Regions from separate parts of the Rattus norvegicus genome. Here region 2 is linked to region 1. A link is a contact called in public Hi-C data. All regions are on one chromosome and are shown on one strand. Each heading gives the region's core, a stretch centred on a gene start, on an enhancer-like site or on the middle of the called end of the contact. The rest is flanking DNA. Distances are from core to core; before and after follow the strand shown.

Region 1 (6,632 bases), core at 1,495-3,994:
GAGGTTGTATTTCTATATCAGAATTATGTGGAATGAATTGTTTGTGTTTCTGAACCCATTGTGGGTAAATCAACTAGTCACCACTAACTGCAAAATTCCTAGTTTGGTTCAAGGATGAGGTTAGGAGGAGACAAACCACATTAGTATATCTGTCAATATTTTGTCTTCCTTACTTTGCTTCATGATAATGCTGATGACATAGATACTCTTGTCAGCTTCATAATGCCTTCCTCTGCACTGTAAACCTCCCCCTGTTCTTCTTTATCACCCTACAGTTCACTCTTGGGAGTCTCCTTTACCTTGGTTATCATTACAAGGAATGATTTCATGACTAAAGGAATATGTATGTTGGGTTATTTTTTTTAAGTCAATCCTTTTCAAGCATTTTGAATTATTTTAAAGAACAGTATTCTACTGACTCTTATATGTAATCCATTGCCCACATTTTGGTTTATGAATCATGCACTTTGCACACAGGTTTCCATTGTCTCAGCTTCTCCTAACTCCAATTCTCATTTTGAGCATGTATGTCTTTGTATGAACTGACTCTATGTGAATGTGTTTGGGTGTGATTGGTAACTACTTCTATTTTAGTCATTAAGGTTTTTCCTCTTGGTCCTCATCTTGGGTGATGCTAGTACATTAATATACCCAAAATTTGCTTGCTGCTACTCTAGAGGATGAATGTTGTGGGGTGTTTGGGGGAGGAGGAGCATGTCTGTCATTTGTATTGATCCCTGTATGACTGAAGGTGCTGTTACTCAGAAGTAAAATAGTAAAATATTCAGCCGCTTAACCCACGGCATATGCTTTGCTAAGCCACTAACCACACAACAAATGAAAAACAAGGAAAACTTACCCTTTAAAGAAAGTCTCAGAAGATGTTGTCTGTTCTTTGCCTCTATTTTAGCTCTCTCCAGCTCAGGTGTCAGTTACAGAAGTCTCTTGGATCTGGGAACTAGGCAGACACAAGTAGAGGTTTAAAGCAAATCCCTCCACCTAAATTTACACTGATTTAGATCAGCCAGTTGCCACGGCTTTGCATAAGATGCATCTCTCGAATGATGCTTAGTAACCTTACCCAGCCAGCAAGCAACTTAGGGTTTCTTCTTTTTTAAACCTCCAAGTTGTTCTTACTGTTCTTTTTATGCTGGATAATTTTCAGAGCTTTATTTCCGACTTCCATATTTAATGTACTTTAATTCAGCCTAGCAATGATCTCCATATACATTCATCCATGAGCTCATCCTTCCCTTAGGACTTACACAGGTAGCAAGGACCAAGTTGGCATTTGTTATTACTTTCTGGCAATTACAAGTCTGACTTCATAAATACCTTTATTTCTGCACTTGCATCCAAAAGTTTCAGGAGACAGTGTGGTTAAGTAAATAAAACAAGGACTTTTGGACTCGTCCTTTTACAGTGCCCTGATTGTTGTAACTAGAAGCACCTACATTCTGACTTTCCCTCTTCACATGGCCCTTCTCCAGCATTCCACCTTTAAATGAAAATTATGCTTTTAAAATCTTGCAAGTTTTATATAAGTTCCAACAGAGTGAATTATATACTCAATTTGAATATAATATTTTGTATGATTTGCACAGTTGAATAAAAATACAGTTTACATTTAAAAACAAAGGATTTGACCATGTATTAGTTTTTTCTTTTTAAGAAGAGAGAATGATAAAAGAGATGGAAGAGAATTAATCCCCAGGCCCCAGTGAACTCAATTGTAAATGCTTCTTTCAAGGCCATAGTCCTTGGAGAATGTTGAGCAAAATGATAATAGATTCCACCTTCTAATTCCAACAACTCAGAAGAATGATCTAACCCAATGCAAAGTTAAAAGACTTAAGCAGACATTTCTCAAAATAAGATCTACGTCTAGTAACAGGTGTATGTGAAAAGTCTTGATTAGCAATTAGTCTTCAGAAAACTGTTAATTGAGACCATAGACTAAAATCTCAAGCCAGTTAGAATGAATAGTATTTAAAAGATGAGAGGAAAGGAACACTGGCAAAATGAAGAAATGAAAACTCTCCTGCACAGATGGTGGGAGAGCCCCACCATGACGGAGAACAGTGTGGAAATTCAAACAAAACAGAGAGAGAGAGAGAGAGGAAGAAGAGGAGGAGAAAGAGGAGGAGGAGGAGAAGGAGGAGGAGAGGAGAGGAGGAGAGGAGAGGAGAGAAGAGGAAAAAAAAACAGCCAAAGGCATCTAGAAGAGTCCAGACTTAACTGGGCCATGAGAGGAGAGAGAGGTGGAGAGAGCAAGAGAGGAAGAGAAGAGAAGGGAAGAGGAGAGGAGAGGGAGAGGGAGAGGAGGGGAGGGTATGGAAGTGTGTGTGTGTGTGTGTGTGTGTGTGTGTGTGTGGAGAGAGAGAGAGAGAGAGAGAGAGAGAGAGAGAGAGAGAGAGAGAGAAGTTCAGTGAGGCAAAAATAGCTGATTTATATAAGCATGAGAAGCTGGGGGAAGGGAGCCAAAGTCCCTTGGGCTGGAGAAGTTTGATGGGGGTGGGGGGAGCAGGAGAAGGTGAGGGAGCAGGTGAAGGTGGGGGAGGGTGAGAAGTGCTGAGAGGAGACACAGATACTGAGTGAACCCTGAGGCTAAGCGGGCACTTCTGGTATGTTAATAGCCACCTTTGTCACAGGTTCTTTTGGGAAGTGACAGAGCCTTCCTGGAAGAAGCACTTCTCTGTTCATGGGTTGTGAGAGTTTATAGCCTCACTCTACTTCCTGTTGGTTCTTTCTCCTTGTGTTTGACACTGAAGTGTGATCTCTCAACTTCCTCTTCAGCTGCATGCTACTATGCCTCCCCTACAATCATTGTCAGCCAAAAACAACCTCTTCTGTAAGTGGCTTCTGATTGTGGTATGTAGTGAGAATTTTGGTTTCCTTAAAAGCCCAGTTATGTTATGTGAATATGTTTTTATTTTAATCCCAGGTGTGGGATATGGGACTGCTTTAGGTTATCCTCTGCCATTATGGTTATCTCATGCTCTAGGAGGGGCATGACTTTTGTCAGCTGCAGATAGTTTATGTTTGGAACTCTGGGGACCCCGGAGAGAGTATAAATTGAAGACCCCTAGAGCGCCTGTGATGGCTGCTGCTCTCCCTACTGCGGCTGGTCCCTGCTGCTACTCATTCTGATGCAGAGTTTGCTATTGCTGATTTGCAGGTTGGAGAAATTCTGACAACAAAGACTGGCCACCACTAGTCAACAGGAAGTATTCTAAAGAGGTATATGTCCCCCTTGTCCCTCTAGCCTTCTTTCTCTCTTTCCTAGTGTTGGGGGTTGGAAGGGATTAGGGTAGAGTAAGTGTTGAAAGGGGAGTAGATATAAGAACCCAATAAAGTAGACTCTCCCTTCCCCCCAAATAACACCTACAATAGTATTTCAACACAGTCATGGAAAAGTGATAGATTTGCAAAAGCCAAAACATGGGTGGAGTCAAACTAAGTATTCACCTGAGTTGAAGAAAGTGTCTCAATATCATAATAGTATTTACATTTGAAAACTATCCAGCTTAAAAATGGGAATCTTATCTTCTACGACAACATGCATGAACCCAGAGAACACTCTGCTAAGAATTCGCCAAGTATAGAACAGCAAATGCTATGAATTCTACTTCCACATGGAGCCTAAGAGACTCATCATCAACAGTAGAATGACTGTGTCCAGAAGTTGAGGATGGGGTTACTGGGAAATGTAAAGCTGACATCAAATCATACATTTGTAACCAGGCATGGTGGTGCATGACTTCAATCACAGCTCAAGGAGGTAGACAAAGATGGATCTCTATGAGATCAAGGCTGGCCTGGTCTGCAGAGAAAGTTCCAGAATTGCCAGGGCAACTTAGAAAGACTGTCTCCAATACACTTTGCTGATCTCCTGGAATGAATAGTAACTATAATAAATAATAATCTGTCGCATACTTCAAAGTTGCTCACAGGTATAGTTAAACAGATTTCCAGTGCAAAATCCAAATATTGAAACAATGAACCAATTAGCTTCATTTAATTATTTCATAATATGCACATATGTCAAAACATGATTACTCCATATATTTACTATTTGTGAATTTTAAATATTATCTGCTCTGCCAGCTATAAAGTCCTCCCTCATTTAAATAATCATTAAACACTTCCTTTGTGGGGTTTTTTTTCCTTTGTCTTATTTCCTCATTAGGATTCTGCTTCATTTTCTTCTGCTGAAAGAACCTAGCCCAGTCCTTTTAAGGATGTGGAATAAATGTTTCCTAAATTAAAATAAATGGCTTGACCTTGCTCAGGATCCCTTTGTCTAGTACACAGAAAAAGAAAATCCCTATCTCTGCGCTTCAACTTCACAGCACACTGTTAGAGCAGATGGCCCCGGCCAAGTGCAGGACTATTTTTTTCAACTGAAGACCTCAAGATGAAGCTCAGTGTGGTAGTGCATTTCTGTACTCCCAGCACTTGGGAGGTGGAGGCAGGAATATCACGAATTCAAGGCCAACCTTTGATATATAAGAGGCTAACTTGAGCTACGAGAAACACACACACACACACACACACACACACACACACACACACACACACACACACACACACATACACACCTCAAAAACAAAACCAAAAAAAAAAAAAAAAAGGAAAGTAACACTCAATATGAGCAGAGCTTAGAACTGAATGGGAAAGAACTCACACAAGGGGAGGACGTATTTGTGTGACTTTTAAATTCTTTACATTTAAATTTCTTTAAATCCCTATACTCTGGGGAGTATAGGTAATTACAGAGAACAAGTAAAATGCATGACGTTCAACATAGTTTCCACCTAAGTTTGTTTTCAGTTTTGTCTATGTTGATGCGTCAGTGCAGAAGACCAGTGAATCCCTGGGCTGCATATCTTCCTTGCTACCTCACAGTCAGCTGTAGAGTTGGACTAGACTGCCTCCATATTTTTACCTGTACAGTTGGGGTGGGACAAGGAAGGGAGAAATGGAATACATGAGGATGAAATTCTACCATGTTCTCTGTATCTCATTCTCTGTTCTCCTCACTGCCAGGTGAGCTATCAAACATTACCGGGCAGTTGGGAGGTTGGTGTACAAGTTTGGTTAAGAAAGAGGCAATATATTGGTATTTGTCTTATACTAAAGTTCAAATGACCTTATTATATCATGATCTTGTTAGGAACAATTGCAGCTAGATTCTGATCCTGCCTGACTTGTTCTATATCATCAGAGCCTTCAACATTCGTGTTTAAAAGAATGACTAAATTAGGAGCTGAGGGTACAGCTTGATAGTAAAGAGTTGCCTAGCATTCTCAAAACCTTGGGCTTGAGGCCTGAGTTCTATTTTTAGCACCAAACAAAGCAAAACGAAGTACCCCAAGTGAGCAAACAAACAATAAAATGCACGCTTTTAACTTCCAAAGCAATTTGCATATGTTAAAATGATATATCTTCTGCAACTCCCATAAAGGTCCACTTAGTGAGAGTGTGTGTAGTAGAATATAATTGAATAGTAAGCATGAACAGTATTTTGGTTTGAAGAGGAGTTGCCTGTGTTTCTTCCTGGGGTTCGCTAACATTCTCAAACTGCCTGCTCAGCTCTGTATCCAGCGCTTTCAAAGCAAGAAAGCAAAAGAGATTGAATTATTAGAAGCTGCTAAAATTGAGGAGTGAAAATAATTTCACTTCAATCATTTTCTTCTCCAGTTAAATTCTAAGTACAAATAAAAAATTCCCTAGCCTGGAAGACAGTAGTGAACTCTATGACTAGATCCTGGTGTGGTTGAGGGTAAGGCACAGCCTACCTCTGGCTCAGGACCAAATTCAATATGGACAGGTAGTTTCCTGTCTATGTTAGACTCTAGAGTATGGCAGTGAAGGAGTGGAAGTAATGAGAGGGGAATTTACTAGATTAGGGCCCGGGAAGAAATGGACTCCACTACTGACTGTAAGGTTCAGAAGTAGGCTGGGTCAAGAGGCTAAACCTTAAGGCCCATTTGCATGCCACTCTCTTGCCCACTCTACTGTGCTCAGAGTAAATAAATTTGTTTTATAGTGCACTTTGGGGGACGTAAGGGCCATGAGGTAAGCCTTGATACTGCCACATTGTTGATAACGTAGCTCATATACATCCATATGCTGTTTCTTTCGACATAAAATAGGAGAATGTTTGCCTGTTTCCTGGGTACTTGTGCAGGTTAGGCAGCACAATGGGCAGCGTTCTCTGAGGAATATCAGCCGGTCACAATGACACTTCATCTGCTCAGCCTCATCCGGAAGGAGAAAGCACGAGGAAAGGCCATGTAGCCTAGGAAGCTGGATGGCCGTGTCTCTGGAGCAAGGACATCTGGTGTTCATCCTCTGTCTTGTTTTGTGCTTATTCTGTTTCCTCATTGTCAGAGGCTGCTTCATTCAACAAAAGTTCAACAAATGTGGCTTCTGTGTCCTCAAAAGTGGACTGGCTGTGTGTTGAGAGTACACCGTGAAAACATTCAGAGATAGCTGAACAGACAGCAAGATCCAGAGCCAGGCATAGTCACTGTAATTCTGGCATTACGGGTGATTCTGATGTTCATCAAGTTACATGTTCCAGGCTAGCCTGTGGGTAGGGGCGTAGTCTACTCTTAGTCACTACA
Region 2 (6,632 bases), core at 1,122-3,621, 43 kb before region 1:
TTGAACATCTCCATTATCTGCAGTACTAACGATTAAGCCTAGATTTGTGCAAACCCCGGGTAAGTTTCCTACCACTGAGTTATTTTACTTAACTTTTAAGACAAGCTCCGGGACGCGAACTTGCCAGCTTCCTTCCTCAGTCCCCCGTAGCTGGGTTTATGTCTGTGCCTTATGTACCACCCGAGAAATTCTCTTTCAAAGTAGCGCCAAAACCATTTATTCTTGAACATGGGTTCCTAACCATGATTAGTTGAAAGAATTCAGTTTTGTCAATTTGGGGAGAGATTAAAACCACTGAAATTCAGTTACTTTCTAGTGAGGAAGTAACTTCCTGTTTCTAGGCCAAAATCAGTGATACAAAAACACTTAAATCCTTCAAGTATAGTTTTTAATTCTTGCTAGTTTAAAGTTAGTCATTATTAGGCAGGCCAGTACAGTTGATATTTAATGTTTTATTAAAGCATGGTTTACTCCATCAAACCATGTAGTTTCCCCATAACTGTTTCAAGGTAAATCAACAACTATAGAGATGTATCCTTACCTATCTAAAGTCACGATGAAAAACCCTTCAGTCTAGAAGACATAAAATGTTAAAAAATGCCCACCAGCACATTTTATTTCCTTCACAGCATTTCACTGATGTCTTTCGCCCTGGTGTAACGTCCAAAGCACACCGGAAGTGGGGGTGTGGGGGGTGGATTCCCAAGGTCCAGGAGAAATGACTCACAAGGTAAGTGTAGAATAGGGGAATCCTGACATTACTCTGTACACCGCAGTTTTGCTTTGTTTAGGCTTCCCAACGGCACTGTTACAATTCTAAGCCTCCAGCTCTTGTATTACTTTTTTCTTAATTATCGTTAGATACACATCCAAAAAGAAAACATACAAGAAACCTGTCACCCGCTAGTTACCGCACTTAACAATGGAGACATAAATGTAAGTTTCTAGAAGACGGTAGGTTGTACTGTCTGTTAACTCATGCTTTGTGTCACTTGGAGCAGACACTTTGGTGAAGGACCCTTCCAAATCGGTGGTGGGGCGTCCTGCGGTGAGATTTCTTCCACGTGCCCAGCTCCTTAAACTCGGCCCATGTGGACAGGCTCCCACGTGAACGCGTCTTCTCAGAAGCCGCAGGAAGCCCTTCCACGTCACGCCACCCGACGCCTCGCCAGGCTGGGGAGTTCCGAAGACCCCCCAAGGGAGGAGCGAGGCGTGGAGCGGATGCGGACCCCGCGGCGGGCCGGCCACTTCCCTCCGCTCCCAACCGCGCCCACGCCGCCCTACACCCTGGTGCCCGGGAACAAAGCCCGCGGCCGGGCCACGGTCGTCTCACGACCAGGGCTCGGGGACCGGTGGACTGCGCCACAGCTCCCGCGCGCTCCATCGAGCCTTTTCGGTTGGCCCGGAGCTGAGCGGCCGCCGTCCGTTACCCCCCGCAGACGAGCCCCTGGGACCTGCCTCGGGTCCCGGGTCCCCGTACGGCGGCCGCGGGAAGCCCGCGCAGCCCTCAACAGGCGCCACCCGCCCCGCGTCCCCGCAGCAGGCCGAGGGACACGGGTCCCCACCGCCGCCCGCGGCGCACTCGGCTGGTCCCAGCCCCACGCGCTGCTCTCCTGCTCGCCGCCACCGCCTGCAGCAGCTGCGAACACACGAGCCCCAGCCCGGAGGCCCCGGTGCCAGCCCCAGCCCGGCCTCCCCTGCCGTCCCGGGACTCCCAGGCTCCGCCGCGCACGGGGCCGGTTCTGGGGGAGGGAATGTAAACAAATCGGGGTTTTATAGTTACCTCACACTCGAGTGCCGTGTGCATCTCCTCTCCGCTCGGTACCAAACCCCGGCTGCACCCAGTCGTGTATTCTCCAAAGCCGCCTGCGCTATCTGCGTCGCGGAGCCTAGTGCGCGAGCCGGCGCTCTACGCCGGCGGCGCACTCAGTCTGTTCTGGCGCCCTGCGCAGCCGCACCCTGGCTGCCTCAGCTCTACGCCAGCGGCGCACCCAGCCCTCTCGGGTGCCCTGCGCAGTCGCACCTCGGCCTGATCAGCGCTACGCCGGCGGCGCACTCGCAGCGTCCAGCCATCCACTTCGCGGACGCGCCTGGCGTAGGAGAGCCGCGGCACCGGGGGAGCTACACCGGCAGGCGGAACTGGAAGAAATTATATCTACGCAAGTTGCGGAGCCCTGTAGCTCCGCGCTAGTTTTGTTCGGAGAAAGGACTCCTTGGGGGCAGTTGGGGCGGCTTCTAACGCATGCGTGGAGCGGCCTTGGTCGCCTCTCCTGGCCTCGCACGTAGGTTGCTGAGGCCTTGGGCTAGCGGATGAGACATAGAAGCCCGGAAAGCGAGCGTCCTAGGCCAGAGTTTCGGAGAGATCAATTAGGTTTACTGATCTGTACGCGGGTTAAACAACTATATTAAATTAACTCCGCCCCCTCTGCCCCAGCAACCGTGCCAGTCTGGGCAAAACTAAACTTTGGTGCTTTGTGCAAAGTGTTTTGCATAACTCCCCCCACCGCACCCCCATTTAAAGAGCACTTACAATGGGTTTTCCTGAACAGAAAGGTGTTGACTTTAAAAGTGTCACGTAATTATGATAGCTTTGGGTACCCATCCAAGGACTTTCCCCAACCTTAACTACTGGAACAGTTTTACACCCAAAGGCAAGACCCCGATCCACCCAGCAACACCGGTGGACTCATGCCTACATCCTGCCGGTTCTTGCATCCCTTTGCTCACACCGCCATTCTCAATGGCCTCCTCCCCTCTTAAGCAACTAACAACCCACAATTTTCTTAAAAGGAGGCTGGGCAAACCTTTTGCTTCATTATTCATTGCTCTGCTTCCTGGCTTTTAATTCATGTCTAGGCTTATTTGTATTCTGCCCAGAAGCCTGTGTTTCTGTATTCAAGCTGAGCGCACTTACTAGTGAAAGTGAATTCTGGGGGTGGGTGCTTTATGGACCAACAGGGTGCATATAACTCTGAGCAATAGTAATTGCCAGCTTTATGTGTCAGGTACCTTCAACATGCTTTCCATGTATATTAATTTAATACTCCTAACAGACTGAAGAATGATTACCCAGGAAGTAAAGTCCTAGGGAATAAGGAACTTGCCTGAGAGAACTGAGGAGAGGCATAGAGAGGCATAGAGAGCCAAACCTATTCAGCATGGCTACCGCGGCCTGTCTGGCAGCCTCGAACTCCTTGAAAGAAGCTGTTTGCCTTTTGTTTTTACCTGTGTATGAAACAGCTTCCAGGTGCTCAATAAATATCTGACTGAAAGCACATTGAGCTTCTCATATCCCTCTTTCTCTCACATGGAGAAGCCAACCAATCCATGACCTAACTCCGGCTGCCAAAGGAAGACATTCTGAGAAGTCATGAGGCCTTGCCCTTAGTGGAAGAAGATGGTGGAGTGACCACAGTCCTCAAACCCAGGAGTTAATCTGGGGATTACACAAACAGTAATGACTTCAGTTATACAGGATTTATCAGTAGATCCTTTTGGTGCAAAGCATAAAAATATCCAAATTGCCGTGATATTTTAAGGCTTGTAATTATCTGATAAAACACATTGTCAACTTCTTTAAAATATATAACACCTTCCAAACAAGCTAGAGCTCTTGAGCCAGTGTTCCCAGCACCACCAGTGTTTTGGGGATATTTGCTTACAAACCAAGTGTTCACCTGGTTTGCACAGGTTTATCTAAATACTCGGTTAAACACTGAAGTGTGGCCATGAAAAGCAATCAACAGCCACAGCCGTTAGTGGGATTCTTCCATACTCCCCAATCTCTCACGGTCCTTTCAAAATTTTCCAGAATTCCACATTGTGGCAACTAGAGGGCTAAAGCTTCAGTCACAGCATTATTTCATGTATATGTATCTGAAATTTAAAGGTACCCGTTTTACCTCTATGAGGCAGTATAAGGAACCCAACGAACCCTTTAGTTCTTCCAAGGATTAGAAAAGAGCCAACTATAACAATGGAAATATGAATCACAGCCCACCTTGGACTTTAACTGTCACTAAGGGAAGCCCACGGCGGAGGCCCAGCTTTCCTTCTAATTTTGGAGAAAGTGCTTCCCATCCACAGCACAGTTACGGTGGTAATGAAATCTACAAAGGGCAGGACAGAGTCCACGGAATCAGACCTTTCCAACTCAGCTGTTCTCTTCATGAATCAAGATTACTAATAACGAATGATTTAAAAAAACAAAACTACTTGAATTCGGTTGAATCTAAACACTGATTTTCCGAATAGGTTTGGATCAGCCTAGAGAAATCATTAAGAGAAGAAGAGTAAACGGAGTGCAAACCAAGGCACCGAGCACAGGAATAGATATTTAAGACCTGGGAAGGGAAGGTGTCAGGGACCTATAAGCACAGATCTGAATGTAGGCTTCAAACTAACAGTTACCCATCATTTCTAGAGGCTCTGTATTCATACTTGAGGGTGAAATCCCAGCTCTGCAGATCTTCCTGTTTCTCAAGAGCAAGACTTAGTGTCTGAAAAGCCAACTCTTTGACATAGCACAGGAAGATAGGCCAACATAGCCTCAGTAAGGGACAATTTTGACTGATTGCTGGGCCTGGGACATTAGGTAATAATGTCAGAGATCTGCAGAGGCAGACTGAAGCTATGAAAAAGCACACATTTAAGCACTCCCCACCCAGAAACAGAAAACTGGCTTCAGCATGATGTGCGAAGTTGACTATTCCATTAAAATAGCTGCACCCTGTCTCTGGTCACAGTGCTACTAGGAGAAGGGCTTTCCTCTGTTGCTGAGGCAGGAGCCATAGCAGAGAAGCTGTAGAGCTGCCTCAGATTCACTCCAGCATGCCTTCAGAGTAAAATGACCCGACTCATGAGAAAGAGGAGCATTCGCTCAGAAGAACGAGTGAAAGCAAAGACCCATGTAACATCCAGAGGGTTTCCCGTACCAAACCTATTTATTATGCATGCCTACACGCCCCTGGAATCCCGTATTTAGCCCTTGAGGGCTGGACCTTGAGACCCAATGACTTTGATCTTGAGAGAAGTCCAGGCATTATTCTATTTATTTACGCTGCTCATGGAGTATATTTTTTTCAGGTGTTTTGGGAAAAAACTTCCAAGAAAGCAGCAAGTGTGCCTAGATTCTAAGGGTGGAAGAGTGGAAGGCTGCAGAACGAAGATAAACAAATAGCCCGCTTCTCACTCTTGCTCTCAGCCAACAGTTCCCACTCAAGAGTATTAAAATGAAGAAAAACAGGCTTGGTGGCCCCTTCAGAAAACACAGGAGCCAGCTGCCACCGGGTGGCCAGTTTAGATCCTTTAAAATCCCAGCTGCACAGGCTGACTTGGCCTTCAAAAACTCAGCTCCTAGTGCAAAGGAGTCAGAAACAAAAGCCGCAAAAATGATCATATTAATATTGCAAACCTTAAGTGGATTTACAATGATTACACTTCAGTTTAAGGGAAATTACCAACATGAGAACAATTAACCATGAGTTACCATTAAATATCTTAAAAGTTTATTAAACTAGTTGAAACAAATAAACATGTATTAAAGATTCATTTTTAAAATGTCATCACTGGAAAACAAGTTTCCGATCTTGCACAAAGCTTTCTGATAATGAGAACCATTTTACAACTAACATCTACAAAAATGAGCAAATCTGTCGCTTGAACCAAGAAACACTTAGCAAACATTGCCTACTTTTATTTGTTAAAACTTTGACAGCAAAATATGCAACAACATTGTACATTTTAGGGAAAGCAATAAATGAAGTGTTGAAATGAGTAGCAATTTTTGGGCAGGAGAGATAGATGGCTCGGCAGTTCAAGTTCATTTGTGGATCTTATAGAAGACCTGGTTCAGTTCTCGGCACCCATGCAGTGAGTCGTAAACATCTATAGCTCTTGTTCCAGGGGGTCCAGTGCCCTTTTCTGACCTCCACAGGAACCAAACACATACATAGGGCACAGACATGCATTCAGGCAAAACATTCATACCCAGGAAGAAAATAAAGCTATTTTTACAAAGTGTCATAGGAATTTCTGAATTCCTTTTACATTAGTTTTACTTCTAAGTGAAGTAGCATGCTTTATTTAAAGCTGCTTTTCTTTATAGCAAAAAAAGAATCAGCAATTCTTTTCCTCACACAGGTTGGGAGAAGTTTGAGGTAATTTCCCATGATTATGGAGAACCCATCTGGCAATGCCCAGCAGTGCCTGACTCGCTTTCTTTCTTGTGGATGATCTCACCCATAGCATCTGATGATTTCATACTCAAGTTTCATTCTAATTATAAGGATAAGGACATCGTTTCTCCAAGCAGTTATATTTCATAGTCTGCCTTCCCACCCTTAGCACATGAATATGTGTGGTTTAAGAAGTGTCAGGTAATATTCCATGTTTTAAATATAATTCATTCCTGTAAAGTGGGTACCATGGTGCCTGTCCATTTTATTGAAATCCCAAGAAGGCAGAGCCGGGATCCCAATCCTAGGTGTTGGTGCCTGGGATAGTACTCACACTTCTGCTTCTGATGTCGAGGCTGTGCCAGAGACTGGAGAGAGAGCTTAGTCCATAAGGTGCTCGCCACACAAACATGGAGGCCCGAACGTGCTCCTGAGAACCCAGTGAAAAGCTCGGAG

What was found. A called contact is a pair of places that touch in the nucleus more often than the background predicts.
Region 2: a contact with region 1 is called in a Hi-C map of liver, with 2.5 times the contacts expected there. The contact joins the promoter of Slc39a10 here to the enhancer-like site in region 1. A contact is called at or near these places in 4 of 12 Hi-C or Micro-C datasets (kidney, liver and mammary epithelial cells).

What each region holds. Positions count from the first base shown.
Region 1 is chr9:62,358,878-62,365,509 of GRCr8, reverse strand. The region is part of intron 2 of LOC120094685 (a long non-coding RNA gene); the gene reads left to right. It also overlaps a transcript of Slc39a10 not described here. Among named protein-coding and RNA genes, the nearest start is that of Slc39a10, 43 kb to the left of the region's middle. Within about 2 kb of position 2,744, at least 6 of the 93 cell types and tissues checked have an H3K27ac peak or open chromatin away from gene starts, as enhancers often do. A contact at or near this core is called in liver, where this site is marked.
Region 2 is chr9:62,401,172-62,407,803 of GRCr8, reverse strand. Slc39a10 (solute carrier family 39 member 10) reads right to left here and starts at 2,371. Exons shown (of 10, transcript NM_001108796.2): 1 at 1,784-2,371.